2 separate regions of the Rattus norvegicus genome follow, and region 2 is linked to region 1. A link is a contact called in public Hi-C data. All regions are on one chromosome and are shown on one strand. Each heading gives the region's core, a stretch centred on a gene start, on an enhancer-like site or on the middle of the called end of the contact. The rest is flanking DNA. Distances are from core to core; before and after follow the strand shown. Region 1 holds the start of Prpsap1 (phosphoribosyl pyrophosphate synthetase-associated protein 1). Region 2 holds the start of Rhbdf2 (rhomboid 5 homolog 2).

Region 1 (7,273 bases), core at 1,479-3,978:
GTGGCATTACTGAGGATGCAGAAGCAGGCTGATCATGATAAAGTTAATAGAATAAGGAAATGGGACATGCTTTAATCTCAGCCCCAGGGGGACAAAGCAGGAGGATTCAGAGCTCAAGACAGCCTGGGCTACATGAGCAGCAGCAGCAGCAGCAGCAGTAATAACAACAAATCCTAAAGTAAAAACATCGACTTTTAACTTACCTCCATTGGTCTCCTGATAAACAACAGATTTCCCCAATTCAGCACCAAGACGCCTATTCACACACACACAAAAACAAAACAAAAGATGGTTAAGAGTATACAACTCGGGGTTGGGGATTTAGCTCAGTGGTAGAGCGCTTGCCTAGGAAGCACAAGGCCCTGGGTTCGGTCCCCAGCTCCGAAAAAAAGAACCAAAAAAAAAAAAAAAAAAAGAGCATACAACTCATTAACCCAGCATTCTGGAAGCTGAGGCAGGAGGATTGCTGTTAGGTGAAGGCTAGTCTGGGATATATGGTGAGTAGCAGGCCAGTCAGGACTATCTAGCAAGACCAAACTTTAAAGAAGGAAAAAAAAAAAAAAAGCCACGTGTGGTGGGTAAGCCTTTATTCCCAGCACTTGGGAGGCAGAGGCAGGAGGATCTCTGTGAGGCTATCCAGGTCTACAAAGTTTATGGTAAATTATCATAGCAAAAAGGCAAACCCACTAATTTTTAAAGTGCCCTCCTCAGCTCTCTTAAGGCAAGGTCATGTGTAGTAAGTATGACCCACTATAAACAACCTCAAGTTTCATGTTTAAAGGGATCCTTGGCCTCGACAAGAAAGACAAATAATCAGGGGTTAGAAATAAAAACCAGGGGGGCTGGAGGGATGGCTCAGTGGTTAAGAGCACTGACTGCTCTTCCAGAGGCCCTGAGTTCAATTCCCAGCAATCACATGGTGGCTTACAACCATCTGTAATAAAATCTGATGCCTTCTTCTGATGTATCTGAAGACAGTTACAGTGTACTCATATACATTATTAAATAATAATATTAAAAAATAAAGAAATAAATAAAAACCAGGGTGGAGAGATTGCTCAGTGGTTCGGAGCACCCTCTGCTCTTCCAGAGGTCTGGAGTTCAAGACCTTGCAAACCACACGGTGGCTCACAACCTTATCTGTAATGGGATCTGGTGCCCTCTTCTGGCCTTCATGCATACATGCAAACAGAGCATTGTATACATAACAAATAAATCTTAAGAAAAGAAATAGAAAACAGATCAGCAGAAGCTGTTTCCCTATCCTCTCTTAAATCCACTTCAAAGTCCAACTGATAATAAAACAGGTGGAGTTAAGAACTTCTGGAATATGAAAGTGACTTTAAATGTTCAAAGTCAAGCCGTTTACCCCGGGGAGTCCAGGTGTGCTGCTGTAAGGCCGGATCAAAAAGGCTAAGGGGTTGGGGATTTAGCTCAGTGGTAGAGCGCTTGCCTAGCAAACGCAAGGCCCTGGGTTCAGTCCCCAGCTCCGGGGGGAAAAAAAAAAAAAAAAAAAAAAAAAGGCTAAGGTCAGAAAATCACACCATTGAGAGTCTGACCAGGGTCCTAAGATCTTATCTCAGGACACCAAAGCCAACGCTGGGTATGGTGCTCGGGCTTTTAATCCCAGTGTTCCTGTGGCAGAGGCAGGCAGATCTCCAAGTTCCAGGCCAGTAGGAGCTACATACAGTAAAGCCCTGTCTCATAGAGAGGGCAAATGATGCATTTTGTTACATATTACTAAAAAGCTCATATTATAAAAGGCCCTTAAGGCTCTTTCTACCAGGGTTCTAGTTTTCCCCAAAAGAGAAAAGGGGCCTTTTAGTAGACAAGTACTATCAGCGGGGCACCGGGAGGCCCTGCTCTGCAGGATTCATCTCCACGACCTCCACCAAGTTCAGGCTCACACTCCCATCCCTGTCCCATAGAACCACCCCCATTTTACAAGTAGGGTTTAAAAAAAAAAATCACGTCCCTCACTCAGCGTTAGAGTAGGTAACAACAGACAAGCCTGGAAAGATAACTCAGGACCCCTGAAGTCAGTGGCTAACACTCCACGCACACACCTCTAAGCCAAGACTTTTTTTGTACAACTGATCCTACACAGTGTAATCGCGGCTCTCCCGCGCCCAGCCCGAAGTACTTCTGAGTTCCCTTCTCCCTGACCGTCCCAACCCTTAAGTCTGAGGATAGACTCTCATCGTCCGTCTCGATAGGGTCGGCCGGAAATGGCGATGGTCAGACACAGGGCAAGCGCAGGAAACCTCTTAATGGTCAAGAGTGCGCCGCGGCCCTGGGACGGGGTTGGGGAATCGTCCCGAAGCTTCTGCTCCCAGATGCAAAGGTGGAAGTGGCGGGGAGAGGGGCCAGGGCCTCGCCGGGGACCACACCGCTTACTCAGTGATGCGCTTGGCCAGCTCCGTGCAGGCGGCCGTGGAGTTGGCCGAAAAGACTCGGTAGCCAGTGCGGGCGGCGTTCATGGCCGGCGAGGCGGCGGGCCGGGCCCGCGGGACGCGCAGAGCGGAGCACGCGGACAGCTGGGGCAGTAGCAGCAGCTTCCTGGGCATCCTCCGGCCCGAGAAGCGGCTACAAGCGGTCCGCGCGGGGCGGGATGTGGGCACAGCTGTGACGCCGACGCAGCCACCGGCGGAGGCGCAGAGGGACGAGGCGCGATACCGACGCGCCGCCTCCGCGTCCCGACCACAGGCAACAGCGCCGCAACCGAGCGCCGCAGCCTCTTCAGGACCCCGCGTCAGGCCCCGCCCCTCCACGACACCGAGTCGCGCGGCTAGAGCATCCGCTCGGCCGCCATCTCGGAAAAGGGCAAGGAGGTAGGCATCGCCGCGAGAGCCTGTCCGGACAGGTGCGTCATTGACTCGCGTGCTCGCTTCGTTTTGAGTCTCCCAGGACAGGCATTTTTAAGTTCATTATTCTTGGAGGTACACACACGTTTAGTGGTGATTCCAGACGTCTTCAAACTGACTGCCAGGAGTCAAGATGTCCGCCGCAGGGACCGGAGGCAATCTAGCCTCGCGCCTCTATGATGAACAAGCCTTCAGCGCTCCAGTCTACGCTTGCGCAGGCTGGTATTTATTTATAAAGGTACACGCACGGTCCTTTGCGCTCGTTGCGGGCAATTATATCAAAACGCTCCAGAATCTGGACATGGAGACCTTCCCTAGACGTTATCCTTGTGTCTGCTCGTGAGGCAAGGTTGCATCCCCGCCAGTTTTTGTTCTCAGTTCTCCATCAGAGCGGCGCTCTCGCTTCCATCCGTCTACCCAGCCAGCTTCTCTGCCCGCAGGAGTGTATGTCTTGTGAAAATACAGATAGCGCGTGTTTTCATTTACTTTTGTGAAATGAGACCGCTCTTTTTTTTCTTTTTTTCGGAGCTGGGGACCGAACCCCGGGCCTTGCGCTTGCTAGGCAAGCGCTCTACCACTGAGCTAAATCCCCAACCCCGAAATGAGACCGTTCTAAAGAGACATTTGAGTCTCTCGATCTATCAAACTGTTCGAAAAACGGACCCCAAAGAAAAAAGGATTCCCCACCCCCAGGGACGTCACGCTGGGAGAAGGGAAAAGCACCATTACGACGGGGGCCGTGTCTCCCAGAAACAGCTATCACACAGCTCCAACGACTTGCAACGACCTTACAGACTGAGGCTGAAGCTCACACCTGGGAGTCTCAATGGTGGGCGGGACCGTGCCCTGAAAGTCCTGGAAGGGACTGTCTAGGTGGGCAAATCCTCGTCCTTCTGCTCATTTTTTTTAAAGATTTATTTATTTTATATATCTGAGTACACTGTAGTTGTCTTCAGACACACCAAAAGAGGGCATCAGATCCCATTACAGATGGTTGTGAGCCACTATGTGGTTGCTGGGAATTGAACTCTGGACCTCTGTTTAACAACTGAGCCATTTCTCGGGGTTGGGGATTTAGCTCAGTGGTAGAGCGCTTGCCTAGCAAGCGCAAGGCCCTGGGTTCGGTCCCCAGCTCCGAAAAAAAGAAAAGAAAAAACAAAAACAAACAAACAAACAAAAAACAACTGAGCCATTTCTCCAGCCCCACTTCTGTTTAAATTTCAATCTCACTTCTGCACCCGGAGGACAGACTTGTGGTGTTCTCTGGATTCCTTTGTTCCTCTTAACCGATGCTGCTAAGTTGAATAGATTTCACTTTTCTGTTTCCCATTTTCAATTCGGCTTTTAATTAAAAAAAAAAAAAAAAATCTGTCTGCGCGCCACACATATGCAGTGCCCGAAAAGGCCAGAAGAGGGTGACAGATACTCTGGAACTGTAATTTGGAGTCAGTCGTGGGCTGCTGGCTGCTAGGAACCGAACTTGAATCCTCTGGAACAGCAGCCAGTGCTCTTAATTGCTGAGCCTAGGTTGGCAATTTTAATTGACATATTGAGGATGGTGGCCAGATCTGACTTGGGCAGATTGTGACCCTCAAGGTTGATGACACTTGTTAACCTGTCTCCCTCCAAATCAAGGTTGTAAGCCCTAATCAGGGACCACCCGTGGAGAAGGACTGATAAGTTCACCTCATAACCTGTTTCCCGTTAAGGCGACATACTAGTCCCTTTTCCCTTCCCACTATTTAAATAACAGATGGCATGCATCCACCTCTGCCCTCTTCTCTCATTGTTAATCAAGGACCAGATACCAGGTACGGCAGGGCAAGGGTGAAGCTTCAGTGTCTTGCAAGGATCACTGATTGCTGATACATATCTTAGACAAGGAAGGAACTTACAAAATGCATTCATGACCCTGACAACCTGAATCTGGACCATGACCCTGCTCAACCAGTCCTGGGGCTCGATAAACTCTCCCCGTCTGACGGAGCTCAGTGTTTGTGGGGTTTGTGAGGGGATTCCTGGCCCCCAACATGTTTTTGGGGGGCCCCCAACATGTTAGATCTCATGCTATGACACATTCCTGAGGAAAATGAAAGGGGAAATTATGTATTTACGTTCCTGGTTTCACCAGTTTCAATCCAAAATTGACTGGATCCATCTGTTGCTTAGGTTCGGAGCCAAAAATGGAATATCTTAGTGTGGGAAGTGTCTGGTAAGGGGCTTGAAGTGGGAACGAAAGGTTTCTTCAGGGAGTCAGCTGTATCGGATGGTGTTTTGGTGGGGAAGACACGTGAAGGAACGATTTCCTGAAGCAGACACAGGGAGGTTTGTGGGGTTGGGGGCGTGCTGACTGGCAGAGTGACGTCAGGCGATAATACAGACTCAGGTGGTGAGGCAAGACCTGGGTGAGGACTCACGTAAGGCTTGGAGTCGGTATAAACAGCCCAACGGACAGTGACAGGGCTTGCATAGCTAGCTTTGCAACGCTTCACTGGTCTCTCCCATATTCGCTTTCCCTGATCTTCACTAAGTTGAGAGAGGCAGGGCAGAGAGCTTGTCCTGGCGTCCCTGCTGGCCTCAGTCACTCCTGCTCACTTGTGCCGGTTGGGCAGAGGCCTGGCTGTTTCTTCTGGGTGGCGTCACTGCTGCTGATTCGTGTTTGCTGTCCTGACACTGCTGAACGGAACTGCTGGTATCCTGAGAATTGGAGCTGAGATCACTCCAAAGCACATTTGCTAATAACCTTTCTTTCTTTCTTTTTTTTTTTTTTTCCGGAGCTGGGGACCGAACCCAGGGCCTTGCGCTTCCTAGGCAAGCGCTCTACCACTGAGCTAAATCCCCAGCCCCTCTAATAACCTTTCTTTTCCACTACCTCAGGTGGGTGGTGGGGTGGAGGGGAGGCTAAAGCATTTGAGAACCTTTATTAAAAGTAGGTCTTGAGGGGGCTGGAGAGATGTCTCAGGCGGTTAAGAGCACTGACTGCTCTTCCAGAGGTCCTGAGTTCAATTCCCAGCAACCACATGGTGGCTCACAACCATCTGTAATGAGATCTGATGCCCTCTTCTGGTGTGTCTGAAGACAGCTACAGTGTACTCACATACATGAAATAAATAAATAAATCCTTAAAAAAAAAAAAGTAGGTCTTGAAAAAAATCAAAGCAACAAGGGCTCCTTCCAATCTGTTCACCCATTTACAAGTCTCTGACTAGGGCTAACAAGAGCTACTTAATGAGAGCCGTCTGTCCATGGTAATCTCTTGTCTCAGACCTCCAGCACTTACCCATGGGAGCATCCCATACTGAGGGAGTATCCCATAATGAGGGGAGCATCCCAGACTGAGGGGAGCATCCCAGACTGAGGGGAGCATCCCAGACTGAGGGAGTATCCCAGACTGAGGGGAGCATCCCAGACTGAGGGGAGCATCCCAGACTGAGGGAGTTTCCCAGGCTGAGGGGAGCATCCCATACTGAGGGGAGCATCCCAGACTGAGGGGAGCATCCCAGACTGAGGGGAGCATCCCAGACTGAGGGGGACATCCCAGACTGAGGGGACTGGAATCTGTGCTGCTGACTGTGACACCTAAGCAGGTGTGAACCTTGCAATCCAGCGTCCACCCATCAGCCAGCATGAGCTCTGCATATTTGGAACTCATCAACCCCACCCTCAGGTCCCCCCAATAAATCTGTGGCTCCCCACTGCTTTTAGAATAAAAACTAACTTTCCTACAGGAAGAAGCAAACCATTTCCCTTACTCTCATGCCAAAATCTATATAGGTTTCTGTGACCTGAAGAGATGTGGGGCTCTCTACTTACCGGTAATTAGTTCTGTAGGTGACACCCACTCTGTGTCTTTCTTCTTTGAGGAGTAGGGGTTGGGGGGGAAGTGGCCTATGTAACCGAGGATGACCTTGAACTCTGATCCTCCTGCCTCCACCTCCCAAGTGCTTCGATTACAGGCCCTTATCCCCACACCCAGGTTATGCTAGGCTGAGGATGGACTCCAGGGCTCGGTGTGTACCAAGCCAACAGTCCACCACCGGAGCTAAGTCCCTATCTCCCCACCCACTCTCCTCCTCCCTCGTTGTAATAAAGTACGTTTGGAAACCGGGAGTCTTATCGGAGAAGGCCAAGGATAAACTGCAGCGGAAAAGCCCACAAGAGAGGCTTTCAGAGCATGCGCATGACTTTTTCTCTTGTTCCGTGGAGCAGGGCAGTAGGCTTCACTCCACAAAGGCATCCAGGGGATCCAGTGAGTAGATGCCTCATCATCTCAGCTCCTGGGTAAGTATTCCTGCCAGCTTTCCTTCCCCTTCCACAAGGGGAGAGGGGAGACGTGACCCAGATGACCCTCCTTGACATCCCATTAACAAAACTCCATCTCGATGGGCAGTGGTGATGCACTCCTTTAA
Region 2 (7,273 bases), core at 3,134-5,633, 140 kb after region 1:
CTCTGTGCGTACAGGTTTTTTCTTTTACCTGCAGGTATTTCTACGCCCCACACTGCGCCCGTGGAGGTCAGGGGAGAGTGTTGGGTACCCTGGAAACAGAATCACAGATGGTTGCCAGCCAGCACGTGAATGCTGGGAATGGAACCCAAGTCCTCTCCAAGAGCAGCTGGCGCTCTTAGCCCCTGAGACGCTCTTAGCCCCTGAGACGCTCTTAGCCCCTGAGACGGCTCTCCACTAGTTCTTAACCTTAGCCCTCTTTTTTTTTTTTTTTTTTTGGATCTTTTTTTTCCAGAGCTGGGGACGGAACCCAGGGCCTTGCGCTTCCTAGGCAAGCGCTCTACCACTGAGCTAAATCCCCAACCCCAACCCTAGCCCTCTTGAAACATGAAAAGCCAAGTGGCAGAAGCCGAGTCTGGAGCGCGGCTCGCTCTGTGTAGTCTCTGTGTGAATGCCTTTGGCTCCCAAAAGCCTCGCTCTAGCATCCACTATGAGTGGCAACAACTACTGCTTGTGTGGCCTGACTCAGCTATCAAAGAGTTTTCCACAAGCATTATCTCATATGCTGAGGCAGGGCGGAGGCCACTGTCATTTGCAGCCTGACCGATAAAGTCCCTCAGGGCCTGGCTAAGCCTTCAGCTTTCCGTCCTGTGTCTACCCAGAATACCACAACAGGTTCTGCACCCTTCGGAGACCCACCTGGAGAGGGAAAAGGCACCCTGTGCCAGGGACCAGGGGCGAGGGGCTCCCCTACACCAGCTGTGACACCGTGGACATGGGCTTAGCGGCCACCTACTGAGGCAGAGCAAGGCTTTGTGACACACTCACTCCCAGCCCCAAGGGGTCCTCTACCCGACGACGCAGCTGCTTGTAGCATTCGGATGCCCCTGAGGTGCCTTCTATTCTGACATTTCGGCGTCCTACACGGCAGGGTTTCTCCTGTGATCCAAGCCTATGCCATGCACAGCAGCCTTGCTCCAAAGACAAGTAATTTCAGGACTGTGAGGATGCCTCACTTCAGTGTCCCCACCAGTCACACCCAGGCTGGACATGTCACAGGTCATTAGTGGAATCTTCACCTCATAATCCTCCACGGCATAGCCCAAGAAACCGAGGCAAGCCTACTTCAGTGACTCCCACCCTCCCTACAGACTGCCGGCCCTAGGATCCTGCCTCCTGGACTTTCAGCTTGGATCATCTGCCCTTCTGGTCAACCATGGTGTCTCTCATCCCATACCCTGACAGATCTCACTTGGCTCAAACCACTGTGCGGGAGAGCCGGAGCCGGGAAAGTGAAGCTGAAAATGCCTTCCAGCAGCTGCTGAGGCCCAAACGCTTGCATCTGGGTCCCAGACTGAATAAATCTGGTGAAGGGAGGATGGTACCCAGCAACTCTCCATAGCTCTGTGAAGATGAGAAGACAGGTTTTCCTTCTTATGTTTGTCTGCTGCCTGGGGAGGCCAGGGATACTTTGGGGCAATCCCGGAAAAGGCTCCATTCCTCCCAACGACGGGGCAGGCGTGGCTAGCTCCTCTTGAGAGGCTGTCTGTGTGCCAAGAGCTGCCCAGCCTGGCAGCGCCCCTGTCCCAGGGCCATGCTGGCTGCTGAGGTCAGCCAGCACTCCTCCCCCAGCCTGTCTGAGCTGGATAGGAAACTAGGAGCTGCTCCCAGCAGCACAGATGGTGAGGTCACTTTGGAAATCCCCTCGAGCAATGGGGCAATACCTAGACAGGATCCCATTAGTCCCGAGAACACGCTGGATTGGGGTGTGGGGATGAGCTGCCTGGAGAACACACAGCTCCCACATGCTGTGGGAGGGGACCTGGGGCCCAGAAGACAGCATCAAGTTTCCCAAACACAAACACGAACACTTGCTGGCCCCTTGACGTCCTCCTGCTGTCATCTGGTGCCTGTCTGGGTCACAGTTTACACAAGTAATGGAACTAGAGAGATGGCATAGCTGTTAATAGCACCGGGAGCTCTTCTAAAGGACCCAGACAGATTCCTAGCATTTCCATGGCAGCTGGCAACCACCTCTAACTTCCAGGGGATCCAACACCTTCTTCTGGCTTCAGCAAGCATCAAACACATACATACTGCACAGACACACAATCGAGGGGGCCGCTGTCCGGAGCTCAGATCACAAGAAAAATATCAGTGAGCCCAGAGTAGGCCTGAGCCTCCAGTGGTCCTCCTGCTCAAGCCTGCTGTGAGTGATCCCTGCTCTTTCAGAAGTCTCCTCCCTGGACAGCATAGGGTATAGAATGGTCAAGTGAAGCTGGAGTCCCAGGTTTGGGGTAGGTGGCTTTGAGGCGATCTGGGTGTTTTAACTTTATGCCTTCAGAGGCACATACAATAGTGGTAACTGCTACAGCATAGACCCAGTTGAAAAGGTCTGGTCTTCCCTGTTTTTTTGAGACAGGGTATCATACAGCCCAGAGTGGTCTCAAACTCACTCTGTTACGGAGGGTGACAGACTCCAGACTCTCCCACCACTACCTGCCATTGCTGGGATTCCAAAGCACACACCACCAAGTCTGGTTGCACATCAGGCTACTATGGTTAAAAAGACCCAAATCAACCAACCAACCTGAGACACTCCCCGCCACTCCCTTCTTACCCGATGAGGGCCCCCAAGCAAGAAGTCCAAAACTAGACAGGACAAGGGGAGATGGGAATGTTAGTTGCTGGAAGGATTCTGGCCTTGACGGACCCAACCAGCACACACCCCTACCTCCATTCTCAGAAAGCTAGGAGTACAACCCAGGGCCCGATCTCACCCTGACCAGGATTCCTACTACCACAAGGACAACCCATCCATCCTGTTGGAAGGAAAGAGATGGGAGCCACAGGGAATCAGTAGATGCCTTATTCCTTGGAAGTGCCTTTCCTGGTGTAAATAACTAGCGGAGTTATTCTGTGCTCGGAAGGAAAATTCCAGTTGGTCACATGGCATCCCCCATCCATGAGGCCTCAGCTTTGGGAAACTCCATGGGAACAGAGTTTGGTCCTGCCCTTCCTCCACCCCCAGGGCTACTCTGGCTCACCCTGGGGTTACCCTGTGTCCGAAGCCATCCTGGGTAAAGTACTACAGACCTGTGCTTCGAGGGGGACCACTGTTCCCAGCCTCTCCTCCACAGGGCCAGTGGCCAGCTGGCAAAAGACATTGTGGCACCAACATAGGACACTTGCCAGGGCAAAACCTGCCGGCACACCTCTTTATCTCCCATCTTATTTAGATTCACCCTGGTTCTTCCCACAGCCCCCGGAGAAACTGAGGTAGGGAAAGGAATTCACAAGAAGTACCCTAGTGGGCTGGAGCTTATAGGATGGTTCTTCAATATTGATTTTTTTTGGGGGGGGGGCTCCCAATTCTGTACTGTGGCTGTGACGACCAAGTGGCTCCAGGCATTGCCAAATATCCGTAACGGGCAAAAAGCACCCCTAAGCTGAGAACTACTGCTTGGAACCAAGTTTCATTTTCTTCTCCCTGACCACAGCACAACACGGATGCTGGGGACAGTTTTTCACCAGCAGATGCCACACACACACACACACACACACACACACACACACACACACACACACAGGAACCCCCACTCTAGCTGGTTGAGAAACAGCAGCCACTCCACCTATGGGGGAATTACTCAGGTACACCTCACCTGCATGCGCGCTAAGTCCCAGCCCCACAGATTCGCCGCTCTGTTTCCTGGAGCTAGATCAAGGCATGGACTGGAGTTCCCTTCTGCCCTGGGGTTGAGGTAGAGGTCCCAGCCCTACAGATCTTATGCTCCCTAACCTTCAACCCCTTCAGCTGGAGGCCCGACACTCCAAACCCCTCGGCCCTGAAGCCAGGACTCCTGAGTACACTTTCTGAGCCTCCCCCACCCCCACCCCCGCACCTGTTACCACCACGGCGGCGAAGCTCCACGCACAAACTGCAGCCCGGGGGACTTTGGAAGTTCACCCGGGAGCCAGGGGAGTAGAGCCTTAAGGTCTAAAAGGGACTCAGGTTGGAAGGTGGAGCCGCATGTTCCAACACTGGGCAGTGCCTTCTCTTCCTCCCTGGGCTTTTGAACTTCTGCGCAAACCACGCGCCCAGTCATCTGGTGACTGTGCCCCGGGGAACCCCTTAGGCGTCCTGGTCCTGGCAGAGGCCAAGGATTTGCGCGAGGGATCCAGCGGTCCTGCGGGCACAGAGTCCACAGCCTTGGCCTCCAGGGCGCTCCGCGGGGCGCGCAGCCCCCAGGCCTCTCCGCGGCCGTCCCGGGCAGCCCGGTGACTCCGTAGACACCCGCGGCCTAGCGGACCCGAGCTCCGCCGCGCCTATTTCCCCTCGCTCACCTCTCGGAGGCCCCACGTCCCGGGAAGCGCCTGCGAGCAGAGTGGGCAGCGGTGGGGCGGTGGCTACAAGCCTGGGCACCGGAGCTCCGCCTCTTCCCTACCTGCGCGAGGGCGCAGGGGCGGGGTCTGGGTGGGCGGGCCTCATGGGGCGTGGCTTCTTGGTGTGGGCGGTGTTTCTGGGGGCGTGGTCGACCCGCTGCCTCTGCCCGGACTTGGGGTTCCTGCTGCTTCACTTAAGGCCACATTTAAACACTTGCCTAGTGTAGGGGGATCTTAGATTTGATCTCCAACAACGCACGCGCGCACACGCGGACGCACACACCCCTAACAACCAGCAAAAAACATTCAAATTCCCCTTCTCTTTCTCGTGCGACCTCAGGCTCCTTTGACTCTAGGAGCCTCGACTAGCTCCATCTAGGGAGCCTTGGTCTTCTCTAGCTGCTGTCTCTCCTTCCTCCACTAGAATGACCTCTCCTCAGGCCTGTCATCCCTTCTAGGCCAGACCAGGGCCTTGCTGGAAGTCGGGTCTTGTCCCATTAACCTCAGGACTAAACAGAGTTGCAAAGGGGACCGAGCTGTGCAGAGTTATCATGCTTGGAGAGCCCTCCACATCTTGATGTAGTGGTCAGCCTCCTGGACAATGGGTGGCGGGGCCCAGCTTTAGACACTCTAGCCTAGCCAAAACTCACCAAGTAGCGTGCTTTGTTGTCTGAAACAAGAAATAACTATAAATGATTCTAGCTAACAGAGCATCCTCAGGAGATGGGGATTCAAATCCTGACCTGCCATTGACTACCCCCGTGTCCTTAGACAAATCCCCTCAGCCTCCTGGGCCTCAGCCTTCCCCTTTCTGAGTGGTGGCGGTGACAGGAAGCCCCTGTAGGGCACCTGGCTCTAACTCACAGCTGCTGTGACCTTTTCTATTATTAGCAGTGGCGAGGGCAGGACCTCCCTCAATTTTTAAACCAAAGGCGTTTGTCCTCCTCAGCCTACATCTCTAGCCACACTGGGCCCTTCCTCATCTTCCTCCTGGACCCAGAAGTCCTTCCCTTAACTCTGCCCTGGGAGGTGACATCTTGCGATGTTCTTACCAACTTCCCGGTAGGGTACCCCTCTTCATGTTCACATGCCTAGCCCTGTGCAAAGGCCGAAATTTATGACACCCTGTCCAACACTCATATGCTCCGACCTAGAAGCACTCCCTGGACCTGTCCAGCTCTTAAACAACAGCTGCAGGCCGGAGAAGGGCAAGGAGCGTCCCTTATACAGATTCCTAGAACCTGGCTCAGCCCCTCACTTGGGATTTGATGTGGAAACGTGTGGCAGGCACGGAAGGGCACAGGAAAGAACTGTACCCCCAGGTCTGGAGTCCTCATCCTCACCCAACACCAATGGCCTCAGCTTTCTTTCTGGAGTCCTGGTCCAGCCAGAGCGTTTGGAAAGACCACCACCAAGGGGCGCTGCAGCAGGGGCTGCTTCCAGAGGTAAGCCAAGACTCTGGCCTCCTGCGTTGCTCTCAGCCACCCTGCCTCCAGCCTGGCTCGGTGGCTTGGGTGGAGTAGAGGTTAAGAGCGCTGAGTGCTCTTTCAGAGGTCCTGAGATCGATTCCCTAGGGTGTCTGAGGTCATAGACACAAAATACATAAGTAAATCTTGAAAGAAACAGAAAGGGGGAGTCTGTTATGGAATCTCAGGACTAGGGAGATCCCTGAGTTCAATTCCCTCACAACCATCTGTAATGGGATCTGATGCCCTCTTCTGGTGTGTCTGACAGGTACAGTATACTCATAAATAAAATAAATCTTTTCAAAAAATTTTGGAGAAATAATTCTATGGTTGGAAGTCTTTGCTGCTCTTACAGAGACCCAGGTTCAGGAATTTGCTCTGTAGACCAGGCTATCCTTGAACTCAGAGATCGAACTCCTTGAACTGTCTGCCTCTGCTTCCGGGTGCTGGGATTAAAGCTGTGCACATCTACCAACTTGCTTATTTTCTTTTTAATTTTTTAAAATTTTATATGTATGAGTGTTTTGCCCACATGTATTCCTACACACTACTTGCATGACTTCTGGCCAGAAGAGGGCATTGGATCCCATGGAACTGGAGTTATATACAGGAGGTGTGAGCTATTCCATGGAGGCTGGGAGTTGAACCACGGTTCTCTGAAAGAAGTCAGTGCTCTAAACTGCTGAGCCATCTCTCCAGGCCCAGGCCTTGAATTCCTGTTCCTCCTGCCTTAGTCACCCAAATGCTAGTTGGCAAAGAACCACCGTGCCTGGCTAAAATTGATTTATTTATGTTGGGATTTATTTCGTTTGCTGTTTTAAGACAGGCTCCACACTGGTCTGGACCTCACTTTGTATATACTCCAGGTTGGCCTCCAATTCAGCAATCCTCCTGCCTTTACTTCTTGAGTGCTAGTATTATGGGTATGTATCACCAGGCCAAGTGTTCTCAGTTTTAATACATTATCATGACTGGCTTTAACGTGGTCTCTGTTTAGGTTTGGAGAGATCCAGGGCTGCATTCAGGGCTGAAGAGTACAGAGACTGAGGTAGGGTCCTGGATCGGAGGCCATGTTCTTGCCAGCCATCATGGTGTTCAGGGCATACTGGGTTGTGTGAAGGTGGAGAACCACAGAAGGGCTGCTACCAGAGTCTCGGGTGGAGGAGTTAGGACCCCAGGAAGCATACCGGAAGGATGACAAAGATGTCTCCTTACAGTGTGGCTGACACGGGCCTAAGGCATGGGTCAGCCTCCCATCTCCCAAAGAGCAAAATCAGATGTCACCAAACTCAGTGAAGTTAAAACTTCAAGGGAAGGAAGGGACCAAGACCATTGGGCAACAGCAGCTGGCATTCATAGTGCATAGTCTCCATCTAGTGGCCATATTCAGTACTGCAAGAAGGAATCCACGTGTCCTCCCCTCACCC

What was found. Hi-C and Micro-C count contacts between places; a contact is called where the count stands out from the background.
Region 2: a Hi-C map of kidney shows a contact between it and region 1, with 3 times the contacts expected there. The contact joins the promoter of Rhbdf2 here to the promoter of Prpsap1 in region 1. A contact is called at or near these places in 5 of 12 Hi-C or Micro-C datasets (the Rat2 cell line, Schwann cells, kidney and 2 more) and 1 of 1 datasets of contacts at active chromatin or transcription factors (oligodendrocytes).

What each region holds. Positions count from the first base shown.
Region 1 is chr10:102,218,914-102,226,186 of GRCr8, forward strand. Prpsap1 (phosphoribosyl pyrophosphate synthetase-associated protein 1) reads right to left here and starts at 2,729. Exons shown (of 10, transcript NM_022545.3): 1 at 2,398-2,729; 2 at 204-256. The coding sequence starts at 2,567.
Region 2 is chr10:102,354,734-102,362,006 of GRCr8, forward strand. It overlaps Rhbdf2 (rhomboid 5 homolog 2), which reads right to left and starts at 4,384. Exons shown (of 19, transcript NM_001107067.2): 1 at 4,342-4,384.